Linked DNA regions of Arabidopsis thaliana: region 2 is linked to region 1. Evidence: chromatin contacts called from public ChIA-PET data. All regions are on one chromosome and are shown on one strand. The core of a region is the stretch at or near the end of the contact, and the rest is flanking DNA. Distances in the headings are between cores, read along the strand shown.

Region 1 (6,491 bases), core at 1,654-4,153:
GAGTCTTGCCTGACTGGTTGAACTCAAGAGAATTCTGTACAATTATCTTCTTCTTACAAGAAACCCTTCTTTTCTTGGAAACTGTAATGTCAATTGCGGAGGAGCCACCTTGCCTATCAGGGGGGACCAAGGTTTCTTCCTTTTCTGAAGGCCTAGACCCAGTTCCTACAATCATGGACTGCAAGGTGCCCATCTTCTCTCCAATCGGCAAATTTTTCTTTTTATCACCAGATGCCAGATGCTTATGGGACACAACTGCCTCTAACATTCTTTTTCTTTTCCGAGAGTTCTCATGAATATCTCTCTGACACCTTTGAAGATAGTTTTCTGCCACCAAACAGAGATTTCCATTTTTACTGGTATCGGAGATCTTTTGGAGCATACTTGATTTTGTTGGTTGGATATTCGGTTTATCTTTTGCTATTTCTGCTGAAGTAGTAACAGAGAACTGCTCTCTTCCCTGTGATGCCAGTAACTGCCCATCAGAAAAAGATGTTGCGCTGGAAATTACTCCAGAACTCGGTAATTTTCTAGAGCCTCCAGTAGGAGACTCCAATTGAGAAATAGTACCTGAGACAGACTCACTCACGCCCCGTCCAGATTTAGAAATTAAGTGGGCAGACAACTTGCAAGCCTGCTCCTGATAACCTGAGCTGGCTACCAATTTGCATCTTGCGTCAGAATGCTTTTCACCATTACGGTTCTTCTGTGAATTTAGCGTCAGCAGTTTCCTGCATCCTGTAGCCTGCATAGCAATAAGATGAGCATAAGGAGACTAAAAAGGAATTAAAATAATCAAAAACAGCAACGTATAAAAGTGGTATGATGCTGTAAATAAACCATGTTAAGATAAAGGTCACTATTCCAAATATTAAAACATTTTTTTGGGTTGTCATCTTCTATAGTCAGATTCACCTTCTATGTATCAAATTTCATAACATGTCTATGGTCATCAAGCCAATTTTCAAATAACGATAAGGAGACAAAGTGTACAAAAACTATGGCAGAAACAAACCTTTCCAAGGCCAGCTGTACCTTCAACGTCTGTTGAAAAATACTCATCCAGTAGATTCATGCGATTCGTAAGACTACCGAACTCCAGTTTCAACCGACCTAGCTCTTCGCACTGAAATTCCCTTCGAAACTTTTCAAATTTAGCCACTGTTTGGGAGTGTTTTGCACAATTTCTCTCAAACTTCATCTTTTTTTTCAAAAGCCTCATTTCAGCCTTTTCCAGGTCTCTGACTTTCTGAGGAGAAATAGAGTGAGTCTTGATGGATTTCTGGGAAAGTGAAAGCTCATGCACTTGTTTCTTCAAACCTTCAGCGACTAATTGCGCTTCTTGTAACTGTTGAGTCAGATCATCAGTACGAGATTTCCAGTCCATGGCTGTTTTTTTATTCATCTCAAGGAGCCTTATCTTCTCTTCCAGCTTTTCCGAGTTTTCAGCAAACTTCACTTGGCTACTAGCGGTCTGCGATTCCATTTCTTTCTTGAGCTCTTCATTTCTTGCTCTAACGATTTCAAACTTCTTAGACACATCTTCTGCCAGCTTCATCTGGTCCCTAGCTTTTGCACTCTCCATATCTGCACGTTTTTTCTCTTTCAGTGTCTTCTGTTTTTCAAGCTCAAGCTGCTTTTTTACAGTCTCAAGATTGGAGGTCAAAGTAAGTAAATCAGAACTAGTCTTATGAGCTGAATTTCTTAACACCTCCAACTCCGAAAGATACTTATCAGCTTTCTTTTTCTCTGATTCTGCTTTCTTCCTCTCTGACTCTGTCTTCTGTCTCTCACTAGCAAGAAGATTTTTAACCAGACTTATTTCCCTTTTTACTTCAGGAATATCTTGCTCGATTTCCTCATCTTTTACTATCAGAGCCTTTGCCTTGTTCAGTTCCTTAAAAGCATGTTCCCTCTCTTCTTCAGAACTATCTGCCCTTAATGTTTCTTTCTTAAGGAGATCCCTCAGTTCATTGATCTCCTTTTCTCGACCAGAAGCTTGATCCTGAAGAAGCTTTGTTTCTTCACTTTTTTCTTTAAGGTTCCGCTCCAGTTTTTGTTGCAAAGACACTATCTCAAACTTCAAACGAGATATTTCTTTCTCCAAAGATGCTTTCACAGTTGAACCATTTTCCTTAGTATCTCCGTCAGTCGCCATCTCCCCAAATTCTGTAGGATTCAGCAGATAGACCAGTAAAAAAATCAAAATTAAGATTTGGAACTGTAGTAACAACAACATCTTTCCAACCAAGCCACAAAGCCCAGTTTTAAAGCATACCATAATTCAATCATAATCGCCAAAGAATCATCAATTGGAGAATTAGCTACATCAAATCAAAGGCATAACAATGGATCATGTACCATAAACAAAATTAATCAGTAACAGAAACACAACACATCAAAAGGGAGCGAGCTAATCTCTGCCACAAGGAGTAAAAGGAACTTACTTCTCTCGAGATTGGATTTTTCAGCATTAACATTTTCTATAGCCTTCTGGAGAAGAGTTACTCCTTCTTTAAAAGCATCTCGCCTCTTCTTCATTCCTATGTACTTCCCTTGCCACTGAAATACAATCAAAGGAAGACGAGAATAAGATTTCTTTGAAGAAAAGCACTAAACAACATAAATGGACAAAAATCGAATACATACAGCGAGGCAGCAAGGGTTTCCTGAAGCTAGCTCAGGTGGAGCATTGGTCGTCGCCATTGCCAGGAAAATTATTCCGATTGTGGAATAAAATCTCACATAAATTGAAAATTCATCGCCATGAGAGTGAGGGGGAGAAACTAATAGAGAACGAAAATCAAAAACCCTAAACCCTAATTTTCAGTGAGCAGAAGAAAGAAGGAAGAGTGCAGTCAGTTTGAGAAGAAGGAATCGAGGAGGAGTCAGATTAGACCTCGAGCGATTTGGATTTCCGGGCGGGTCGGTGAGTGAGTGTTGATTTTATTTCTTTACCCAGGCCCAGCCCAATAACGATTTTTTTTAATTTTTAGTTTCTCTTCCCATATTTGGTTGTCTTTTTTAAACTTCGGATATTTATTGCAAAATGTCTGTCAATTCAAGAAATATATATATGGCCAAAGTCAAGACACAGATGTTCATGTTAGTAGATTTTTTATTGCTTTCGCAGAAAAATATTATATTAGGATTGTGAAGTATTGATTTACAAACTACAAAAGACAGTGATCCAAATGAAACCTCAGATTAAACATCTCAAAATTCAGAAGGATGATTAATAACTTAAGATTAAATTAAATGTATTACAAACATCTTTTTAGTTTTTGCCTTTTACTACTATTGCTCTTTTCTGGGGGCTTTTGTGGTGGGAAGTGTCCCAAAGACTATGTCCCATAACGACGAAGTTATACCAAATCCTTTGTCCTGAATCCTGAAGTGATGATTCAAATGGTACTTCTGCAGAATCATAAGAAAAAACATAACAAATAAGCTCTCTTTATGCAATCCGGATACAAAAGAAAAGAAAGTCCCAGGTTTTGAGACTTGACATTGTTTTACCTTGAGATTTTTGGTCACTGGTCTAGTAGGTTGGGCATGGTGAAGGTAATAATGAGTGACATCGTACATCACATATCCGAGCATGCCTCCACCAAACAATGCAGGTGCGGTTGAAGGAGTTGAGATAGCCTTCGCAATGTTCCAGAACTAGGACACAAGAAAAGAAAACGGTTTAGGGTTGGCGCTGAAAACATGTAGAATGGTGGGTTAATGTAGATAAATACCGGAAAGCATAAAATCGCTGTTGCAGTAGGAGGAAAGACGAGCCGAAGGTGGTCCATCGGGTGCTTATGATGGCATCCGTGAATAAGATAGTGTGCAGTGTTTCCCCTGGAGTGGTTTCACAAAATCATTAGCATCTGACCGAAGTCATGTTTCCAGGAATTTGTCTGTTTGAGGAGGATTCATAGGAGAGTACTGTCTCTATGAAATGTAACACAGAGAGAGGGAGAAAGTGACTAACCAGTAACTCTTCGTTTTTATGTGGAAAACGAACCGGTGAAGAACGTATTCAAAAAATGTCCAGATGAATATTCCCATGACAACAATTGGGACGATTTCTGGAAGTGAACATCCCATACTTACTGACCTTGATATGCACCAGACTACAACTGGCAACCAAATGACAGGAACTGCCCACCAAACTGTAAGTGTCAAGAACTGTTTCATTGCAAATACGTCAGAGAATGGAGATCAGAGTCTCATTGACATTGCTTATTATTGATATTGGAAATTGAGAATGAGAAAAGATGAAAATAAAATATATACCTCCCAAAAGTCACTCTGAAAAAACCGAGGGCCTTCCTTGGTCGCGATAGGTTGGTGAACCCATTCCTCATAATCTTCTCCAAGATGACCAACCTGTAAAACATCCAAAGCAATGGCAGGAGGGGTTAAAGAGAGAGCGTTACTTTGATTAGCTCTAAGAAAGAAACGAAGACAATCTTGGGTGACTATGGTCTCAAGGAAAATGTTGACATAAACTATTTAAAACCCTGGGAAACAGTAATTACCTGAAATACAAGGGGCTTTTTAAGATCCACAGTGAATCCCTGAGCAACCATTTTGCAGACCTTTTACTGATTTTGAAAAAAAATGAAACAGACGATCAAGAGAAGAATATGATCCAACTATGTCTATATTGATCAGAAACGCATAGTAACAAACACCAGAGGTCCTTTTCAACAGGTCGTATAGGTAAATTTACAGATCCTCTTCACTATCATAACCAGATTAGAGGCCTGAATCTTAAGCATTACTTCTTAAATGACTAAGAAAACGACAGGGGTCTACTGTTTGGCAAGATAACCAACCTAATTGCTCTTAATATTAATACCAAACTCACTTATCCAATTATATATACTCGATAAATTAGTCCCAAAAATCGAAATTCCTAGCACAAAAAGCAAGTATTAGATGAAAGAAAAATACTAATCATTTAAAAACATAGAATGTATGAACAGAGCTCCCTCTCACTCATTTCCCTCCAGGACCCACCACCAAATATATATACAAGTAAACTACCCAAATAAATCAACTCACAAGTTAACATCAAGGAAACAAAAAAACACACAGTTCCTAATTGAGTTGAGACACATAATCTATTAAAGAGAAAAATGGCTTAACCAAAAGTTCTTTTCAATTGAATCATTCACTATTGTTGCAGTGAGAAACAATGAGGCTCAAAAAATAAATTCACATGTTTTCGAGACACCTTCCTTTCTAGCAACAATTGAGCATTTTTTATTTAGCCTTCAATAACAATGCGTAAACAAAGTTTTAAGATAGTTATGATTCGTTTTTTGAGAGTCAATAACAAAAATTATCCGATCTAAACCACTAAACATCAAATCAATGGAAATCTCAATGTTTCCAGAAAAATGAAATCTATCTAGAGAGGAAAGGAAACAAATACGGATTCAAGAGAATAGATTCGAATAGAAACGAACCTGATGGATCTCAGCGACTCGAGACGGAAGAGAGAATCGCCGAGATTGTGAATGAATCGCCCCGGCCCTGTTTTGGAGGTTTGCGTTGGTGTGTGTGTGAGAATTAGATAGAGAAAACAAGGTCGGTGTAATATATCTTCTAGATGGAATCTGGACCGTTGATTGTGAGAGATGCCTTAGATCTCGGAGGCCAACGAATCGTCAATATATTCAAAAAAAACAACGGCTGTGCCAGGTTGTTGCTCTTTTGGCTCTCTTCATACATTAGCTGTTCATAGCCTCGTCTTGTCACTTGTCGTCGCACTTATAGGATTCCCAATTTTGTACGTTGCCACAAATAAACAACATTACACTATATATATTACAAATTCAACTTATATGGAAAAGAAAAAAAATACTAGGATACTCATACACTGTGTGGACGATTACATTTTAGACTTCGAATTATTGGTCTTCTGCCAACAATGTCAAAAGATTTTATTGACTGCTTTAATCATTTTCCATAGAGCAATGAGAAAGTCAAGGATTAAAGTCGGTCTCTTCTTGAGTAAATATTAAATTCGAAGATTGTGGCAGCTAGATAATAATCATACTTTCGATTTTCTTATTGAGTAAAATAAAATTTGTAAATGATTAATTCATTATGCTTATTTTTAGGATTTTGATGCGGCCTCTTATGATGTAGAATCATTCACTACCAGTACACGTGACCAGTGTCAAGCATAGTGTTTGATTATAATTATTTTATTTGCTTTAGTACTATAGAATGTTTCTTTAATGCTTAAAATCCACGATTAATATAGCTCACTCGACGACGCTGGTGTGATGACAATTGATTAGTCTTTGTCTTTTATGTCTAACTTAGAGATTTGACAACGGAGCTTAAATAGTCAGCATAATGAAACAGAAGATAGAAATGAAAGTAGTAGTGATACGGTTAATCAAATGTTTGGTTAGCACTTTTTCCAGAAAAATGGGTTGGTTCCATTTCACAAATGTAAAAGAAGTAAGATATTGGTTATA
Region 2 (6,870 bases), core at 264-2,763, 71 kb before region 1:
CCTTGGTTTATACACTGAGTCCTACACTGCTTGCTAAGTAGAAGCTCTTTGGGACAAACCCAAGAAATGTAGTGAGGTCTGAACAAAGTATAACCGCCTTTTTCAAGAATCTGAGCCATTCCCTTAAAGTTCTTAATGAAATCTATCTGTTTATCGCAGTGTACACCACATTCATCATTAGTATTAGCCCATAGCTCATACTCAACTCTCTCATCAGGGTTTGGTATAGACTCACTCCAATCCATCTTCAAGATTACCTCCTCACCTCTTTTAAGAGCTTTCTTGAGGCTATCACCGAAAGAGCGAAGGATTAAAGCTGATGGGATCTTGACTTTGTCTATAAAGTCAGGATCTTCATCTTGGGGTGTATCCATTGTTATCAATGGCTCAACAATGTTATCTGCTAAAAGAACAGCCGCTGCGCCGGATTGTTGTCCGTTCCATATCTTCAAAGCAAAGTTACACACTAAAAATGAAAAACATTGTAGAGTCGGTTAACAAAGATACAAACCCTTCAAATCTATCAGAACTAAACTTCAATCACAATGGTAACAAAAAAAGTAGTTTCAAACTTTCAATCATATTCTTGTTGAAAATGTCACTATGAACTCTCGGATTATACCTCCACGATCAATGAGGAGAATTTTGGGATAAGGAGACTTGGTATTGAAGGTTTTGTTGAAAGAGTTGCATCCGTAAGCGTCTTGGCCTGCGTAGACCACAGAGCCGATCATGAAACCGCCGTACTTTGGGAGACCAAAGTTTGCTATGGCCGCGTCGTGCTTAGCTCCCATTTCCCATGAGTTAAGGACCGTCAAGCTGCTTTTCTCCACGAAGAATCTCGATGAAAACCCGTTGACCACCACCATGGTCAACGCTAGAATCAGAGCCAAGACGGTTCCTTTATTGCTCGGAGACATTCTTTTCGACAAAAGAATCTCTTTTTCCCGAGAAAAACTGAGCTGAACCTTAATGTATACGGAAGAGACGACGAGTTGGCAGAGTCAGCGGAGCTACCATGACTCTGCAACTACTGTTTCGAATGTTTCTCTGATGATTATTGTTCTCTAACCAATTATTAACGGAGAGGCAAATTTAAAATTAAAATTTGGGAGGCTTTCAAAAATCCTTAATGGGCCTCATTAGCCCATTAAAAGTCCCAATTTAAAATATTGTAATTGCTATTATAGAAAGAAAGAAAAATGAAGGTCGGTGTTAAATAAAAAAAATGAAAAAATTAACGAGTGGTAGTCAAATACAACCCCACACGAGCCATGTGAGTGAATGATGCTCAAATATCGATTTGCACTAACTTCAATGCGCACCAGCCAAAATAACACGTTTCCATTTTCGTATTTTATACATTGATATAAACCGTGTCGTATTTGTTAAAGATATACACGTATATTTGTATACATATATTCAATTTGTATATGTATATACATACAATGCTGGTCTAATATGTCCGCGTTTGAACATATATATATCTAAACGTCTGAGAAAAGAAACAACACAAACATAGCTTCAAGTATGGACCTCAAGCTAAGGCCTAGCTTCTTCATCTCTTTTCTGATTCTCATTTTACTTCTCAAAAATCTTAATTACGGATCTGCAGCTAGTCCGAAATGCATATCCACCGAGCGGCAAGCTCTTCTCACCTTCAGAGCAGCACTAACTGATCTTTCGAGTAGGCTCTTTTCTTGGTCCGGACCTGACTGCTGCAACTGGCCCGGTGTTCTTTGCGATGCTCGGACCAGCCACGTTGTCAAGATTGATCTCAGAAACCCGAGTCAAGATGTTCGCTCTGATGAGTATAAAAGAGGTTCCTTGCGAGGGAAGATACATCCGTCTTTGACTCAACTCAAGTTCTTGAGCTATCTGGACTTGAGTTCAAATGATTTCAATGAACTAGAGATTCCTGAGTTTATTGGCCAAATTGTTAGTCTAAGGTACCTGAATCTTTCTTCCTCATCGTTTTCCGGCGAAATCCCAACGAGTCTTGGAAATTTGTCGAAGCTGGAGTCTCTTGATCTGTATGCAGAGTCGTTTGGTGACTCTGGTACATTATCATTGCGCGCAAGCAATCTCCGGTGGCTTTCAAGTCTGTCTTCTTCCCTGAAGTATCTCAACATGGGGTATGTAAATCTAAGTGGTGCGGGTGAAACCTGGTTACAGGATTTCAGCAGAATCTCGGCGCTAAAGGAGTTGCATTTGTTCAATAGTGAGCTCAAGAACTTACCTCCCACCTTGTCTTCGTCTGCGGATCTGAAGCTCCTTGAAGTTCTTGATTTGTCTGAAAACTCTCTCAATTCGCCGATACCTAACTGGCTATTTGGTCTTACCAACCTCAGAAAGCTATTCCTCAGATGGGATTTTCTCCAGGGTTCGATTCCTACGGGGTTCAAGAACTTGAAGCTTCTAGAGACACTTGATCTGTCGAATAATCTGGCACTACAAGGCGAGATTCCATCGGTTCTTGGAGACCTTCCTCAACTGAAGTTTCTTGACCTTTCTGCAAACGAACTCAACGGTCAAATCCATGGGTTTCTAGACGCCTTCTCCAGAAACAAAGGAAACAGCTTGGTCTTTCTCGATCTCAGTTCCAACAAGTTAGCTGGGACATTGCCCGAGTCACTTGGATCGTTGAGGAATCTGCAGACTCTGGATCTTTCATCGAATTCCTTCACGGGTTCGGTCCCTTCCTCGATAGGAAACATGGCGTCACTGAAGAAACTTGATCTTTCTAACAATGCCATGAACGGGACAATTGCGGAAAGCTTGGGGCAGCTTGCAGAGCTTGTGGATCTGAACTTGATGGCGAATACATGGGGAGGCGTTCTGCAAAAGTCACATTTCGTGAATCTCAGAAGCTTGAAAAGCATCCGTCTAACAACTGAACCATACAGATCTCTTGTCTTCAAGTTACCATCTACTTGGATTCCTCCTTTCAGACTGGAGTTGATCCAAATCGAGAACTGTCGGATCGGTCTGTTTCCAATGTGGCTCCAAGTACAAACCAAGCTCAACTTTGTCACACTCAGAAACACTGGTATTGAAGATACAATACCGGATAGCTGGTTCTCTGGAATCTCTTCTAAAGTTACTTACCTAATTCTAGCAAACAACAGAATCAAAGGTAGATTACCTCAAAAGCTTGCGTTCCCAAAGTTAAACACCATTGATTTGAGCTCCAACAACTTTGAAGGCACTTTTCCTCTCTGGTCTACAAACGCAACAGAGCTGCGTCTTTACGAGAACAACTTCTCGGGTTCTCTTCCACAAAACATTGACGTCTTGATGCCAAGAATGGAGAAGATCTACCTCTTTAGCAACAGCTTCACAGGCAACATCCCATCGTCTCTATGTGAAGTCTCCGGACTGCAAATTCTGTCACTGAGGAAGAACCATTTCTCTGGTAGTTTTCCAAAATGTTGGCACCGTCAGTTCATGCTTTGGGGAATTGACGTGTCTGAGAATAACTTATCAGGCGAAATACCAGAGTCTCTTGGTATGTTACCTTCTCTCAGCGTCTTGCTTCTGAACCAAAATTCGTTGGAAGGTAAAATCCCAGAGAGTCTTCGGAATTGTTCTGGCCTTACGAACATAGATCTCGGAGGAAACAAGCTGACCGGGAAGCTTCCTTCATGGGTAGGAAAGCTGTCTTCTCTATTCATGCTTCGTCTGCAAAGTAACTCCTTCACTGGTCAAATCCCAGATGATCTCTGCAACGTTCCAAATCTACGCATTCTGGACCTCTCCGGAAACAAAATCTCGGGCCCTATTCCAAAATGCATCAGCAATCTCACAGCCATTGCTCGAGGTACAAACAATGAGGTGTTCCAGAATCTAGTCTTCATTGTGACCAGAGCTCGTGAATACGAAGCCATAGCCAATAGCATAAATCTTTCAGGGAACAACATAAGCGGAGAGATCCCAAGAGAAATCTTAGGCCTCTTGTATCTCCGAATCCTGAATTTATCAAGAAACTCCATGGCAGGAAGCATTCCCGAGAAAATATCAGAACTGAGTCGCTTGGAGACGCTTGATCTATCAAAAAACAAGTTTTCTGGAGCCATACCTCAGAGCTTCGCAGCAATATCTTCTCTGCAAAGGCTGAATCTTTCGTTCAATAAACTGGAGGGGAGCATACCTAAGCTTCTCAAGTTTCAAGATCCATCCATTTACATTGGAAATGAATTACTCTGTGGGAAACCACTTCCTAAAAAATGTCCAAAAGACATTAAATAGCAAAATGTTGTAGTGAATTGAGCATAAGGAAGGTGCTAAGAAGTACCTTACAAGATAATGTACCTGCTCATATACCAATAATAATAAAATTATCAGCTCAATTCAGGAACTTAGCCTCTAAAGACAAATCAATGTAATGAACAATGAAATCTTCAGGTGTCATATCCGAATAAAACTTGGAAGTTTACAATTATAACTACCTGACCAGGTAACTTTAAGTAGTTTAGAACAGAAACATTACTTTCAGCAGCATCACTAGCAAAAACCAAGCAACTAATTTAAATCTTCTGAAGCAAACCTAAATGATTCAGGGTAGAACAAGGACACTGCATACTTGTCAACAACACAAATGCTAATCTAGAGACAGTGAATTTTATAGAAAGAAATGCCCACTTGGCAAAGAGCACAAAACGACTAACATACATACCCTATCTAGGAATATAAAGAGAAAAACCTTCAATTTGTTTCACACATATTTGATCATTCACTTGAAAATAGTACTGAGAACGAGAAACAACGACTTATCTGCCCATTTTCAAACAAGTTAAGAAAGTTCAGATTGATGAAAACTACACATTGTTCTGGATACCAAGAAAAACATACATTTGAGTCTGCACATACTCATGACCTAGATCCCAAAGTTGAAACAACAATTCACACACAAAAGGTTATGTCTCTATTTCTAGGACCTTATTGAAACAGTAATAAGATAACAATTTGAGTCCAAAGTTTCTGTTTTGGCTGTTCATCCACACAAAAATGCAAGCATGGAGTGAAGATGGGCAGATTCTAGGACCGATACTCATCAATTATCAATCACCATAACAAAATTTAATCATCTCTATAAAATCCCATCTAAAAAGAAGAATCCACAACTAAGCATCTATCAATGGGAGAAAAAATAAACTAGAAGAGCTTTCAGATTCAAACAAGCAAAACCTGAGCTTTCACAGAAGGAACTAAATCACATGATGAAGAAATTTCAATCACGATGCATAAGCAAGACAACAACGACGACGAGTCGGACGCCAACCGGTGTTTTTGTTCTGGTAAAACAGTTGGATTCGATTTGGCTTTTCCGGTTACGGAGTACATTGTTGTTTGTTTCTGATGAATATTTTATTGGCCCATTAGAGATAACAAATTGGGCCTGATGGCTTCTAAAGCCATTATCTTTTCTAAAGGCGAGAAATTGAAAGTGTATTTGAAGAAGAAATAAAGTTTTGGTACCATCTCTTTTGCTTTAAAAAAAAAAAAAAAAAAAAAAATGGAGCTTGAAAAGAGGTAAATGTATGTATGTAGGGAAGGGCCTTTTTATACCTTAAAAGCTGAAAATTGGCTACTAAATGTATGGTATTATGGAGTATATAAATCGATGACTTTAATGAATATATAATTAGTTGGTTACTATTCAAAAAAATGGATATAAAGGATTTGAGGTATGTAAGAAAATGATGGTCCAATGCAACTTTGGATGCCAGATCTGTCTCTCTTTTACACGCAAAACTATGCCGTTTTTGGTTTTCCTTTTTATTTCATTTTGTCTCTTTTATCTTTTTCTTTTCCCGTTTTGGTTTTCTAAGGACACGGTGGTAGCGTAATCAATTAGATAAAGAATTAAAGATCATTTGCAATAACATATATCGAAAGATCCAAAACTTTGTTTTTTTATGTCGAAATCCAAATTTTAAAAGTGACTATATATAATAGCAAGCAATAAGATATAATCTTAACAAAAAGGATAGTCTTTTGAGTACTAGTCGTCAATTAGTCATCATCATATCACTACCAATTTGTTGACACAACATCAATACAGGTTCGCTATGCATGTGCCTGTATTTTTGGGGACCTCTGAATTTAAGTCACCATGCAAGTACTATAATTATATCCTACCAGTTAAATTTGTTTGCATCCCCTGAATGCTTCCTGACTATTAAATGCAACACTACAGGAAGACTTTACGTTGCCTATGTTTTTTGAACTATATAAACATCAAATATATATTTTTCTCACTGAGTGAACCTTGGATGTAGATTCTTCCTACAGTTGTTTCTCATTGCTATTTTTGCACAATCTATCGTTCTTTGCTAAAGATAAAACTTCATTCAAAATTTGACCCGTAAAAAAATACTAAATTTAAAATAATGTAGGTTGTTTTAAATTTCACGTCAAATTTTATTATACAGTAAAATAATCTCGCTTTTTTTATTAGTACCGAGTTTTATACACCGTAGCATCCATTAGTTCAAGGAGTGATAAAAAAGAAACAAAAACTATAGTTTCTCAAAAAACCATTTGTAGTGATTGAATCACTGAACCAATATCCTGTCATGGATTGTCTAGACACATGTGAAGTCAAACTTTGGACACTCTGATTAATTAGTCTCAATTTATATTTTAGGGTAAGGTATAATATACTATATATCTATTTTAAGTATGTATAAGAAAAGAAAAGAACCATTTAACTCCCACAAAAATAGTTTTACCTGCCAAAATGGAAGTTTCTAATTTTTGAATCAAACAAGCAACATAACAATTGTTGATTTTTGTACGTACGATCTCATAAGCAAAGATATATACTATCATACTAGGTAACATATTCATACAACAAGCTCTATAGTT

What was found. ChIA-PET counts read pairs in DNA pulled down with a chosen protein or histone mark.
Region 2: an H3K4me3 ChIA-PET map of shoot shows a contact between it and region 1, with 10 read pairs. The contact joins the promoter of AT2G34930 here to the promoter of MEE22 in region 1. A contact is called at or near these places in 2 of 26 Hi-C or Micro-C datasets (root and shoot), 1 of 2 datasets of contacts at active chromatin or transcription factors (shoot) and 2 of 3 other capture datasets (root and shoot).

What each region holds. Positions count from the first base shown.
Region 1 is chr2:14,664,868-14,671,358 of TAIR10.1, reverse strand. MEE22 (maternal effect embryo arrest 22) reads right to left here and starts at 2,903. Exons shown (of 8, transcript NM_179906.3): 1 at 2,650-2,903; 2 at 2,448-2,562; 3 at 1,016-2,169; 4 at 1-745. The coding sequence starts at 2,706. FAH1 (ferulic acid 5-hydroxylase 1) reads right to left here and starts at 5,692. Exons shown (of 7, transcript NM_129030.2): 1 at 5,469-5,692; 2 at 4,533-4,598; 3 at 4,288-4,380; 4 at 3,983-4,179; 5 at 3,744-3,849; 6 at 3,520-3,666; 7 at 3,109-3,417. The coding sequence starts at 4,583. The coding sequence ends at 3,298. It overlaps AT2G08680 (a long non-coding RNA gene), which reads left to right and starts at 3,788. Exons shown (of 1, transcript NR_140388.1): 1 at 3,788-4,004. It also overlaps the pseudogene AT2G34760.
Region 2 is chr2:14,734,547-14,741,416 of TAIR10.1, reverse strand. AT2G34930 (disease resistance family protein / LRR family protein) reads left to right here and starts at 1,513. Exons shown (of 1, transcript NM_129046.3): 1 at 1,513-4,351. The coding sequence starts at 1,531. The coding sequence ends at 4,248. VSR5 (VACUOLAR SORTING RECEPTOR 5) reads right to left here and starts at 1,069. Exons shown (of 12, transcript NM_129047.4): 1 at 623-1,069; 2 at 1-466. The coding sequence starts at 920. CLE42 (CLAVATA3/ESR-RELATED 42) reads right to left here. Exons shown (of 1, transcript NM_001336535.1): 1 at 6,703-6,870. It also overlaps AT2G00870.